Regions from separate parts of the Zea mays genome. Here region 1 is linked to region 2. The links are chromatin contacts, called in public Hi-C maps. All regions are on one chromosome and are shown on one strand. Each heading gives the region's core, a stretch centred on a gene start, on an enhancer-like site or on the middle of the called end of the contact. The rest is flanking DNA. Distances are from core to core; before and after follow the strand shown. Region 1 holds the start of LOC100283457. Region 2 holds the start of LOC103628908 (KIN14B-interacting protein At4g14310).

What was found. Hi-C and Micro-C count contacts between places; a contact is called where the count stands out from the background.
Region 1: a Hi-C map of tassel shows a contact between it and region 2, with 1.7 times the contacts expected there. The contact joins the promoter of LOC100283457 here to the promoter of LOC103628908 in region 2. A contact is called at or near these places in 2 of 25 Hi-C or Micro-C datasets (ear and tassel).

The regions. Positions count from the first base shown.
Region 1 is chr5:223,748,570-223,754,490 of Zm-B73-REFERENCE-NAM-5.0, reverse strand. LOC100283457 reads left to right here and starts at 3,432. Exons shown (of 3, transcript NM_001156358.2): 1 at 3,432-3,653; 2 at 3,754-3,851; 3 at 3,947-4,898. The coding sequence starts at 3,645. The coding sequence ends at 4,634.
Region 2 is chr5:223,470,887-223,476,862 of Zm-B73-REFERENCE-NAM-5.0, reverse strand. It overlaps LOC103628908 (KIN14B-interacting protein At4g14310), which reads right to left and starts at 3,363. Exons shown (of 3, transcript XM_020538737.3): 1 at 1,204-3,363; 2 at 484-1,103; 3 at 1-399. The coding sequence starts at 3,129.

The sequences.
Region 1 (5,921 bases), core at 2,183-4,682, 280 kb before region 2:
TCTATTCTTATTTTGAGCTCTAGACCGATTCTTAGAAATAAAACAATCTTTGTCATATGATCGTTTCTCAAAATCAGAATTGAAATGAGCTGAATATTCTATGTTACGTGGTCTAAAATATGAATAAGAATAAGCATTGGAATCAATACCAGTCGCAGGATGGATAAGGACGAAAGCACAAAGGAGCTGAACTGTATTGCATTGGTATTGGTGTCCCAAAAGGAGGATATGTTGCTGATGCATGAAACTCATCTCCTCGCCAATCCTGATATCAAGATTTATGCTTCAGAGGTGATTTTGATGTCTTCAAAGGTGCTCTAGATGACTTAGCATTGTCAGTTTAATCAACATCCTTTGCCTTGATTTGCTTGTGATATTTAGCCATAAGTTGCTCAAAAGTAAACTTCGGCCTTTTACCCTTTTGTTTATCATGACCTTCACTTCCAAAACTTTTAACTAGTTTACCATGTCCCCCGACGCCTCCGATCTTATTAGCCTTTCTTCCATCCAAAGCCTTCCGAGTAACCACTCCACGTGATAGATTTGGCGCGCGAGGGTCACCAATGATAATATTTTTTCCTTTGGCTCTATCAGCCGAACATGGTCGAACCAAGACTTTCTTATCTACCAGTCTTAATGTGTCGACATGGACATATTGCCTATCAATCTTCATTTTTTTGAAATCTCAATCGACCTTCATCTACAGCCGATTGTATTTGTCGATGGAAGATATTACAATCATTGATGTTATGAAGAAAGGAACCATGCCATTTATAATATACACACGTTTTCAATTCCTCTATCGGAGGATTTGTGTGCAACAATTTAATGTTGCCATTCTTAAGTATCTCATCAAATATTTTATCACACTTAGCAACATTAAATGTGAACTTAACTTTTCCTTTTTGTCCCAAATGCAGGGGAGAGCGAGCAGCAGATTTGGCCTTAGTAGGCCAAACAAGCTCAACGACCTATATTTTTTTGGCTTTGCAGGGGATGAAAGACATTCGGCCTCATGCGCGAGTGATGGCATGTTGCGACTATGGTGTGCTGCAGGTGGGGTGGAGCATGAAGATTGTGTATAACACGCAGTACCCTGGTCTGCGTATGCACACCCGGACAGTCCGATCTTGGTGATCGGACGGTCCGTAGAGGGACCGGACAGTCTGGTATTGTATCTGAAGTCCGGATTGTCTGGTCGTGCAGGGATTTGCCTGCGAGACTTGTGGTAGGTTCGGTGCGACTCCGGACTGTCCGACGTAAGGTGTCGGACGATTAGTTGGAGGCGGTCGTGCAGGGATTTGCCTGCGAGACTTGTGGCAGGCTCAGTGCGACTCTGGACTGTCCGGTATAAGATGTCGGACGGTCCGTGATCGTGCGCGAATTGTCCGACCATGCCCAGAGCCGATCTACCAAGCAATGAGGATGGTGACAGTATTTTCCTCGGATATGAGTTTATCGGCATTACCATAATATGACTAGGACTGAGAAACCCCATTTGTTGTCGATGTTTTTGACACATTTATTTTAGTGCCCAATTTATGTGACAAAAAACAGGTGTATGAGAAGCCCCACTTTGATATCAAAGTTCTCGGGTATCGTGGTGCTTGTGGATACGTGACATGTGTGGCATAGCTCTGCTCCACTTCAGAACAACTCTACTAAAACTTTAGGTGGAGAAGCTCTGCTTCGGAATTTTGTATAACTCTGCTCCACTTCAAAGCAACTCTATGCTAAAAGGGTGTTTAGGACAGCTCTACTCCACTATTTTATCTATGCTCCACCAACTCTGTTGTGGAGTAGCTCCAACATAGAGTTCATTAAATTTTCTACTTGTTTGACTTATAGGGTAACTTTAACTTTAAAAGTATTAAAAACAAGCATCTCTCCGTCTCGAACAACCACCTCTTCCACTCCGTGTTGTCCCTATCGACCCAAGGGGTAAGGGCCTCTTCTTCTTGCTCTGCGGCTCTGCCACCTCTCGCTTGAGTCCATGGACGACCTTGATGACTCCCCTGACTTGGACGCCTCCACGACGTACAACCTTGATCTCACCTTCGCCAACCCGGAGACTACGCCAGTGTGGCATTTGTCGCAACCTGTTCGACGAGTACCTCTGCGTGCTTGTGTTGGTCTTGCGCAGGGAAACAGTCAAAAGAAATTTAAACAAAACAAACTAATATGTTGTGTAATGAGTATTGAGTAGTATTATGTTGGGTTTTTTACATCAACTCCACAAGAACAGTGGAAATATGAACTCATGAAGCATATGTTTTGCTACTTCACTAAATTGGTGGAGTTGAGGTAAACTCTACGTTTTGCATGGAGCGGAGCTGGTTGGAGTTAGATGGAACAGGCGAACAGCTCTGCACCGGAGTCTATCCAGTGGTAATGTGGATAAATATTTCAAACTCCATGTTTAAGTTATTTTTAGGAGTAAAATAATTTTCCGGTCTTTAAACTTGTCGCCATGTGTTACTCCAGTCCACAAACTTTTAAAGTGTGTCAGCTTAGTCCTTAATCGATGTTCGGGTCAGATCCAAACGAGTCGTAATTGACATATGGACCCACATGTCAGTTTGTGTATCTCTTTTCTCTCTTTTTTCTGCATATCTGGTGAGAGAACCAGGAAAAGAGAATACACAGGCTGACATGTGGGGTCTATATATCAACCAAGACACATTTAGATCTAACTGATACGTGAACAACGATTAAGGACCGGGTTAACACATTTTAAAAGTTTATGGAATAGGGTGACATAGGGCAACAAGTTTAATGACCAAAAATATATTTTACTCTTTTTTAATATCAGAGGAGTAAAAATTATATTACAGCTTCCAAAATTATATAAAGTTTACCACCAGAGTTAGAGTGTTTGGAGTTTTGTTCTCGAAACCAAACACCAGGACTGGTTCGGAGGAAACACGAGCACAAGTCCAAGTCCAGCCGTGCGCACGGCTGGGACTGGGAGGCCTCTCCGTTCCAGAAGATCCCCGCTCTCTCGCCACACACGCTTGGAATCCAATCCAACGCGAAAGCAACCGAGAAATTTGCTGTTTTGCCACTCTCAAATTTGGCTGCTTGTTATTATGTCATCCCGTGTCTATGACTGGTGGGACCATCTGTGTCTATGATTTGTGGGTCCGATGGCATAATGGCGAAGCCCACAAATGATAATGGCAAAATTGCCAATGGCTCCAAGCAACCTGCCCCGCCCCTGCCCGTCGCTATTCTGGCCACCCGATTCCTATCAGACGGCCACCAGCAACCCGCAGGGCGCAGGCCCTCCCAAACTCCTCGGCCTCGCGAGCTTCCTGGAAAGTGGATACCCAAACAGCGAAAGCGAAACGGACCCCCTTTCCTCCCTCCCCTTCCCTTCCCGTCCCCTACCCGCGCGTTCTAATTTGGACCAGACGGCTCCAGAAGCTTCCGCCATTGACCTAACCTAACAACCGTGTCGCTTTATTTATCGAACCAAGCCCAACCCCCTCGTCTGTCGTCTCGCCTCGTCTCCGCCCAGATCCACGCGTTTCGGAGTTCTAGCTGCGTTTATTGACCGCCCATTCTCTCCAAGGCATTTTTCCCCTCGTCCTCCCTGCGATTTCGCGACCTCCATCCAATCCCTCTGCACGGAGAATCGGCTAATGGCGGAGGTAAGCCCCCACCCCCACACAAGCTTTCAATTGCTCGACGATCCATGGAAGGATATAGAGATCTGACGCTGCGTTCGTTAATGGCGGGGCGGCACGGCAGGAGGGGTACAAGGTGACGCTGAACGTGTACGACCTCAGCAACGGCCTCGCGCGGCAGCTGTCCACCTCCTTCCTCGGCAAGCCCATTGAGGCCATCTGGTGAGTGATCCTGAGCCTGAGACCCTCCCCTCCTCCCGGATCTGAACCACCTCGCGCCAGCCATCGCCTAACCAAAACCAAATCGGACCTGGCAGGCACACGGGAGTGGTGGTGTACGGGAACGAGTACTACTTCGGCGGCGGGATCCAGTCGTCCCCCGCGGGGACGACGCCGTACGGGCGGCCGCTGCGGGTGGTGGAGCTGGGCGTCACGCACATCCCGCGGGAGGTGTTCGAGGACTACCTCCGCGACATCGCGCCCCGGTACACGGCCGAGACCTACCGCCTGCTCACCCACAACTGCAACAACTTCAGCCACGAGGTGGCGCAGTTCCTCGTCGGCACTGGCGCCGGCGTGCCCGACTACATCCTCAACCTCCCCGCCGAGGTCATGTCCAGCCCCATGGGCCCGCTCATCATGCCCATGATCCAGAACCTCGAGTCCACGCTCAGGAGCAACGTCGCTCCGCAGACCACGCAGTTCGTGCCCACGCCCGCCTCCGTCTCCGCGCCTACCGAGGCTCCCGCTTCCGAGCGAAAAGCGCCGGCGCCGGCGGAGAAGGCTTCGAAGGAAGCTCCTACTCCTGCGCCTGCGAAGAAGGAAGCCCCTACTCCTGCGGCTGACCCGCTCGGGAGCGCCAGGGGGAAGGTGCAGGAGGAGGTGATGAAGGAGTTCGCGGCCATCATGGCCAGCGGTACGCTACGGGCCAGCGAGGCGGCGGCGCTGGCCATGCGCCGGGTCATGGAGCGCCACGGCGACGGCGCCACGATGCAGCAGGGCTAGACGAATCAGGCTGTGAACGCGTTCCGGTTCCATGGGAATTGGAATTTGTCATCTGCATGCTGATGCCGCCGCCGTATGGAAAAAATTGGAGAAGTTATTCCTGATATGTTCGTGCGATTATTTGGGTTGGCATTAATTGCGGCCGCCGGACTTGTTGCCCACCGTATTACTCTATGGGCGGTTAATTTGGTGAGATATGCTAATTTACGTTCGCTACTTCGCTACTACATGTTTTAATCCGTCAGCTATGCATTGTTCCTGCTGCCAATCGCTTGTTTGATTGTTGCTACTCCCGCGAGCTAGAATCTAGGACGCTTTACCGTGCATACATGCGCCAGTTTGGTTCGCTCGGATGACTTTAATCCGAAACTAATAACCCAAATTAAACTCGTTTTCGTGCAGCGCTGCAACATCTATTAACACCAATGATCACCAAACCATTTTGTGTCAAACACTAATGATCACCAAACCATTTTGTGTCAAAAAAACGCTACCCACCAACACTTTAAACCTGCAAAACCGACAGGTTTATCCAAACCAAATCTGAACAAATTCAAAATGGGTTTTTGTTGTTGAACCGTCCATATAAACCGTTTATTGTTTTTACATAAAAAATCATAAGGTCATTTGTAATTTTCTCAATTCATGTTCCATAGTAAATACTAATTGATCTACATAACTTGTTCATCAAGATGATATACAACATATATATACAACCATAAACTTTAATTCTCATGAAACAAACAACCATTGAACTTTGTAATACTCAAATACAAGGTCATTTATTTTCTCTTCATCCTACCATTTGGAAAGTAGTAGAAAATGGAATGCATTTTGATAGTAATGATAATGCCATATTTATTAATGAGCAAATCCATAAAAATGCCAATGCTACCATTGTCCTTTTAGCATCTCTATGCAGGAATTAATACAATAAGGTTAATGATTTAGATAATGCCAAGCAAATATGGGACACCTTTAAAATCTCTCATAAGGGTCATGATGCCACAATGATCAACAAGATGGAGTTGGTGAAAGGCGAGCTGGGGAGGTTTGTCATGAAGGGGTATGAGGAGCCAACTGAAACGTACAACAGGCTCAAGACCTTGATGAACAAAATCTGAAGCAATGGAAGCACAAGATGGACGGATCATAACGTCGTGCGCCTCGTGTTAAGGTCATTTACCGTTACCGAGCCTCATCTTGTTAATCTTATTCGTGAAAACCCCAGGTATACCAAAATGTCGCCCAAATAAATTCTTGGTAAGTTTGTAAGCAGGCGCATGA
Region 2 (5,976 bases), core at 2,114-4,613:
CTGTAGGTTGTTGTTGGCTGCGTGTCTTCCTTGAATGTGTCGAAGGCAAACAGCCCCATACCACATGCTGCCAACACAAGGTTTGAGTCGCCCCATACCTGGGTTATCGCGGAGTGATGGATATGAGCGCTGAATTCTGGTAGCTCATAGGTGGCGACAAGTTTCCCCTTTCTCAGCGAGTAATGCTGGACTCGTGACCTCGACCCTCCTTTTATTTGCAGCCTTCCTTCTGTGCTACCTATAAATACCGAGTCTCCGCGTGAGAAGATTGAGTTCGCTGTGCCGCCATGTCTCGCTATTTTAAGCCCGATGCCAGCGGGTACACGGAAATCAAATACATTTACGCTTTCCTGTGTGCTGAAAACACCATCGTTTCCTTCCACCTCGGATGAACTAACCCTGCAAAACAAAACCACAAGCAGGTGTTTAATACACCTACCTAATACTGGGTACATTTGATGTAAAGGTCTATTGATGATTTACCTTTGACGCACTCCGCCGCCGACCTCAGCATCAGTGTTATTGACATGAAGGCAGTACAATTTCTTACCAGAAGCAACAGACAACAAGGGTTGTGGGTTAAGTGAATTCACATCCCACAACCCTATTGACTCACTCCCAGCGATTACTACCTTTCCCTTGCTACGCCACTGTAACGGGCTGGAGTACTCCATTCCCATTACTGGATTGCTAACTTCCCATTTCATTACAACATCGCCGTCACGTATATCATAAGCTGTGACCATCTTTTGCTTGCTAGCAGTGGAAAGCAGGAGAGGTCCGCACGGTCTATACCACCATTGCTGTCTTTCTGCATTTGACAGTGCAGAGCTAGATCTTGATGAACCTACATTAGAGAGAGCACCAAGAATAGCCCTTGATGTTGGAGCAAAGGCTTGAGAAGCTTCCTCCTCGACATGAAATGATTTTACTTCTCTGGTATAGTAATCCCAGCTGCAAAACCCAGGATCCAGTGCATTGCCAGCTGACGCAGCAACAACATATCTACCAGAACATCCATCAACGCCTGGGGCACGAATCAACCAGCAATCGCCCCACATGTTATTTGATACCATGCTGGGAGGCTTGTACTCAGATTTGAACTGCATAAGTTCAGTTGAAAGCAGTGATCACTCAAGGTATCTGATTAAATGTCAATTAAAAACAAAACAGAGCAAATGTAGCAAGCAAACAACCAGATACCTCGTGGTTTGCAATGTCATAATAGGAGCATGTGCCATCTCCATGAGCAAGAAGAACAGCTTCTCCCTCTGAAACAAACCATCCACCGGTTGAAGACTTGTTTCCTATACCTGATAATTGACTATTGCATGACTCATCAGTTTCTTCCTGTAACATCATGGAGGACTTGTTTTCCCGATCATCAAATTCTTCTAGCTCCTCCGTAGCAAGCAATTCAGTTTCCTCCTTATGATTGGGAACAACTGGATTCTTTGAGCTACCTTGACTTGATGTCTTGCTGGTAGCATCTGCTACTTCACATGTCTTATTCTTTTCCAATTTATTAGCTTTTCGCTCCTTGAAGAAATCATTTTCTTCACCATCTAAAGAAGCCAGAAACTCCATGGCTATACTGTTTTCATCATCGTCAGGGTTAGATGCTGCAGATCTTGTTTTTCCATTACAATCTTTCCTCATACCAACAGATGACTCCTGTTGAGTAGAAGTTGAAGATATGTGGCCCCTCAATAATTTGTGGTGTGGAAGGAACCTTGCCTCCAGCTCATCAGCATTCAAGCCTTTTCCAGCTTGCTTCAGGTCACCTGGCTTTGCAATGGTACATTTTTCAGCTGTTTCAGGGTGAGAGTTCTCACATTCACTGTTCTCTGCAGTACCCAGCTGTATCTTATTATCATCTTTGACATGAGAAATTGCCTTCTCAATGGCAGTGATTTCCTTCTGGATATTTGACAAGATCTGCTTTGGCTCGTCCGGGTTGTTCTCATCAAGCATTTCTTTGGTTTTCTTGATATCGGTAGCAATCTTCTGAACCCTCCCTTCCAACACAGCTAGTTTCTCATGAAGTTTGCTTGGGTACCTGTTCACAGCAGACACAGGTTTTGCTGACGCTCCCTCCCCACCTGCAGCCACTTTCTCAAAAACTCTTATCCTGTCTGACAATTTTCCCTTTTCTTCCGGCTTCCTACCCTCTTCATTATTCTTTTGCTGTTTCCTTATTGGATCAGGGGCATCCATTGAATCCACCACATGAACAGTGAAAACAGGGATGACAGAAGTGTTGCCTATCTCATCATCCTTCTGGGTGGCACAACATTCCACGGATTTGGAAGAAACTTCTCCTGGATCAGCCTTTTGGGTATGCATCTCCTTCACCAATTTATTGAGCCCCTCTTTCCTCATATTGATTTCTTCACCTGCCTTTGCCTTCGAATCAGAGCCCACTCTTCGCCCACCAACATCTTCGCTTTGCTTCTTCATATTACTCACGAATGCGTCAGTTTTCCCCTTGATCTCATCACATTGCTTGGACACATTCACACCAAAGCCCTGTCTTTTCCCACCGATCTGCTTGGGCTTTGCATCAAAGCTCTCCCTTTTCCTGCCAATCTCATCAGTCTGCTTCCCCTTGGCATCAAGATCATCTCTTCTCCTGCTGATCTCATCCAACCCCTTGGCCTTCGCATCAAGCCTCTCCCTTCTGCTAGTGCCATCACCACCAGCGCCAGCACTCCCTCTCCTAGCCTCGGAGGCCCTGGATCCAACAACACTAACCGACCTCCTCCCTTTCTCTACAGAAGAAGCCCTGATCCCACCATTGACGCTCCGCCGCAAGCCTGCCTCCACCACGTTATCCTTACCGACGGAAGGCCTCCCGGGCAGCACGGGAGCCCTGAGGGTGGAGACGAGCTTCGAGGACTCCACCGAGCTTTGGATCCTGCTGGCCCGCGGAAGCGACGATGTGGACCACCGCACGGCGGAGGTGGGCTTGGACGGCTTGGACGCGGTGTTCTCCTTCCCGGCGGCGGCGACGGCGGTCGTCCGCCGGGCTGATGACGAGACAGAGAAGGGCTTCGGGGTGAGCGGGCGGGTTGCCGCGGCCGTGGCCCTGCCGCCACCGCCGCCGGTATCCTTGAGGCGGGAGGACATAGCGGGAGTCGATGCAGAGCTAGGGTTTGGGGATCCGGTGGAGATGGTACAAGAGGAAAGGACGCTTTGATTTGGACTTGTGAATGGTTGAATGATTTGGAGGAAAGGGTGTTTCAAATTTCGAAATCGTTAGGGCGGGAGGCTTTGAGGTGGACCCGTGGTGCTTGGTCCACCTGCAGTTCTCGGGTAGGCCCGCATGGGAGTGGCAGCTATATCACCTTATTTTTGTCAGAATCAAAGGCAGAAGAAAATATGGGACAAAATCGTATTTGCAATACTAAATTGCAATGTTTATATAATGGAGTTTGAAACCAAATACGTGGATAGATAAGTTGCTGGTGGGCGTAGGGGCTTGTTTACATCCTGAGAGAACTATACAACCACCCACCCACTAACATTTAAAAGTTGAATCAAATAGCCTCTGCTAACTTAGCACAAAGTGGACCTAAATGGATCCTAATAGATAGATAAATCGGTGTTTAAACCTTTTAAAAAAGCTAGGTTGAAGACAATATTGAAGAAGACAAGTTGGAAGAATCAAATCCATCATTTCCCGTAGGACTGGGCATTTTTAACCCGAAAACCGAATCTGAACCGAACCCGAACCCTAATAGACCGAATAGGTCGGTTTTCGGGTTCGGATTTCGGTTCATAGATCTGTTCTGTTCGGGTATCGGTTGCGGGTTCGGTTTACAGCCAGTCAAACCCGATTAGACTCAAAGAACCGATCTAGTAAGTAGTAAGTACTAAGTAACGGGCTAAGTGGCTAACGGCCGGACGGCCCAACTCAGCCACTCAGGCAGCCAGCAGGCACTTCGCACCGCACGGCGCATGCACCCGCAAGGCCCAACCGCAAGTCTGCAACCCTAGTCCCTAGCCGCACGGCGCACGCTAGTCCGCCGCCGGCCCACCGCGCCGTCGATCCACCGTCGCTCTGCCACGCAGTCGATCCATCGTCGCTCCGCCGCCTCTGAGACGCGCTGCAGCGCCAGGCGCCCAGGCGCCAGCCATCCACTCCATACTGGACCGGTCCACCGGCGTTGATCCACTCCATACCGACCACCGCACCTCGGCGTTCTGCACTTCTGATCCAACTCCGACTTCGGCGACTCGACGCACTTCTGCTCCAACTCCGACTTCGGCGACTCAACGTCCTGCTCCTCGGTGGTGCCCACGACTCGCTGCCATTGTCTGACATCTGTGTTCTGTTCGGGTTCGTGAAGAACCGAATAGACCGAACCGATTTTTATGGTCTATTCGGGTTCGGTTCCTATAAATAAAATTAAGATTTCGGTTCTTGATATCTAAAACCCGAATTTTTTGAAAACCGAATAGACCGAACCGAATAGACCTAAAAAACCGAATGCCCCGTGGGTCAAGCATCCATACATGTTTATGTTTGAGATCCTGTATCTGGTCGGCTCGGCCCATCCAACAGGATCAAGTCTGGGCCGGTCTGCTCTTGCGGCTGCAACTCATCGTGTTTGCGTCCATATACGAAATGAGCCCGGTCAAGACGAGATGTTGTTTGCCACCTCTCATCCACCGGCCGCTGCGCGAGATTTGCCTGCCTTGCGCCGCGAGCAGTCGAGCCTGAAAAAACAAACCCTAGCGTCGTTTCCAGGGAGTCAGGCGGATCCATGGCTTTTGCACACGCACGATCGTGCTTTTAAGCGGGCCAAGCACGCAAACACGCCCAGTTGCACCCCGAGAGCATAGCCGGGCTGCTGGGCCACTGTCGCAAACACGGCCTTAGTGATAAAAATTGTGATCACGTCATGCTTTAATTGCAAATACAAAAGACAGATATATGGAAATGGACAAGTTGCGGTCATAAAATATATAAACCGAGACGCGAGGGCAAACGTGTCACCATCATCAATCAATCAATTAGCGGTTGATCAAACACCATCAACATTTGACAGTTGACTACCTAAGTATGTGTTTAAATGCACTAGAGATAATAGTTAGTGGCTAAAATTAGTTAGAGACATCTAAACACCCTAACTAAAACTACTAATTTAAGTATTAACTATTTTTAGGAGGTGTTTGAATGAACTAGAGCTAATATTTAATGATTAAAATTATTTGAGACATCCAAACACTTTAGCTAACTATTAGCTATTTTTGGTAAATTAGTTAATAGTTGGGTAATTATTTGTTAGCTATCTAATTTTACTAACAATTTTTAGCCAATTAACTATTAGTTTTATTGCATTCAAACGTCCCCTTAGTAAATTAGTTAATAGATAACTAGCTATTTGTTAGTTAGCTAATTTCAATAGTATTTTTTTAACCAACTAACTATTATCTCTAGTGCATTCAAACATCTCTAAGAGCATCTCCAAGAGACTAGCTAAATAACTCGCCAAGCCAAATTTTGGCTACTAAATAGCAAAATAACTCTCAAATAGATTAACTATCTGACTCGCCAAGCTATCTGACTCTTCAAATTGACTCTCTTACTAACAAAATTTAGCTAGCCATCTGACTAGCCAAACTAGATAGATAGTCTGTTGGAATGAGATGCTATATATATAATATAATCTTTATGAAAAATTAAATAGATAGTTAAATATAGAGCTAAAAATGAAAAATCTGTTGGAGATGCTCTAAACCATGATATTTTCACATCGCGATGTACGGCCGTAACTACCCACGTAGAGTTTTCATGTACTGGAGTAGTTGCTTAGCCGTAACTACCAACCCACATAGAGGCTAGCCATACAGTTCGGTATAGTAGATTCCCTGCAAACAAAACCGTAGAAACAGCTGTTCGCTTCGGATTCGGATTAAAGCGAGTAGTTCGAACTACTGCGCTGTGATCGACAAAAATATTATATAAAC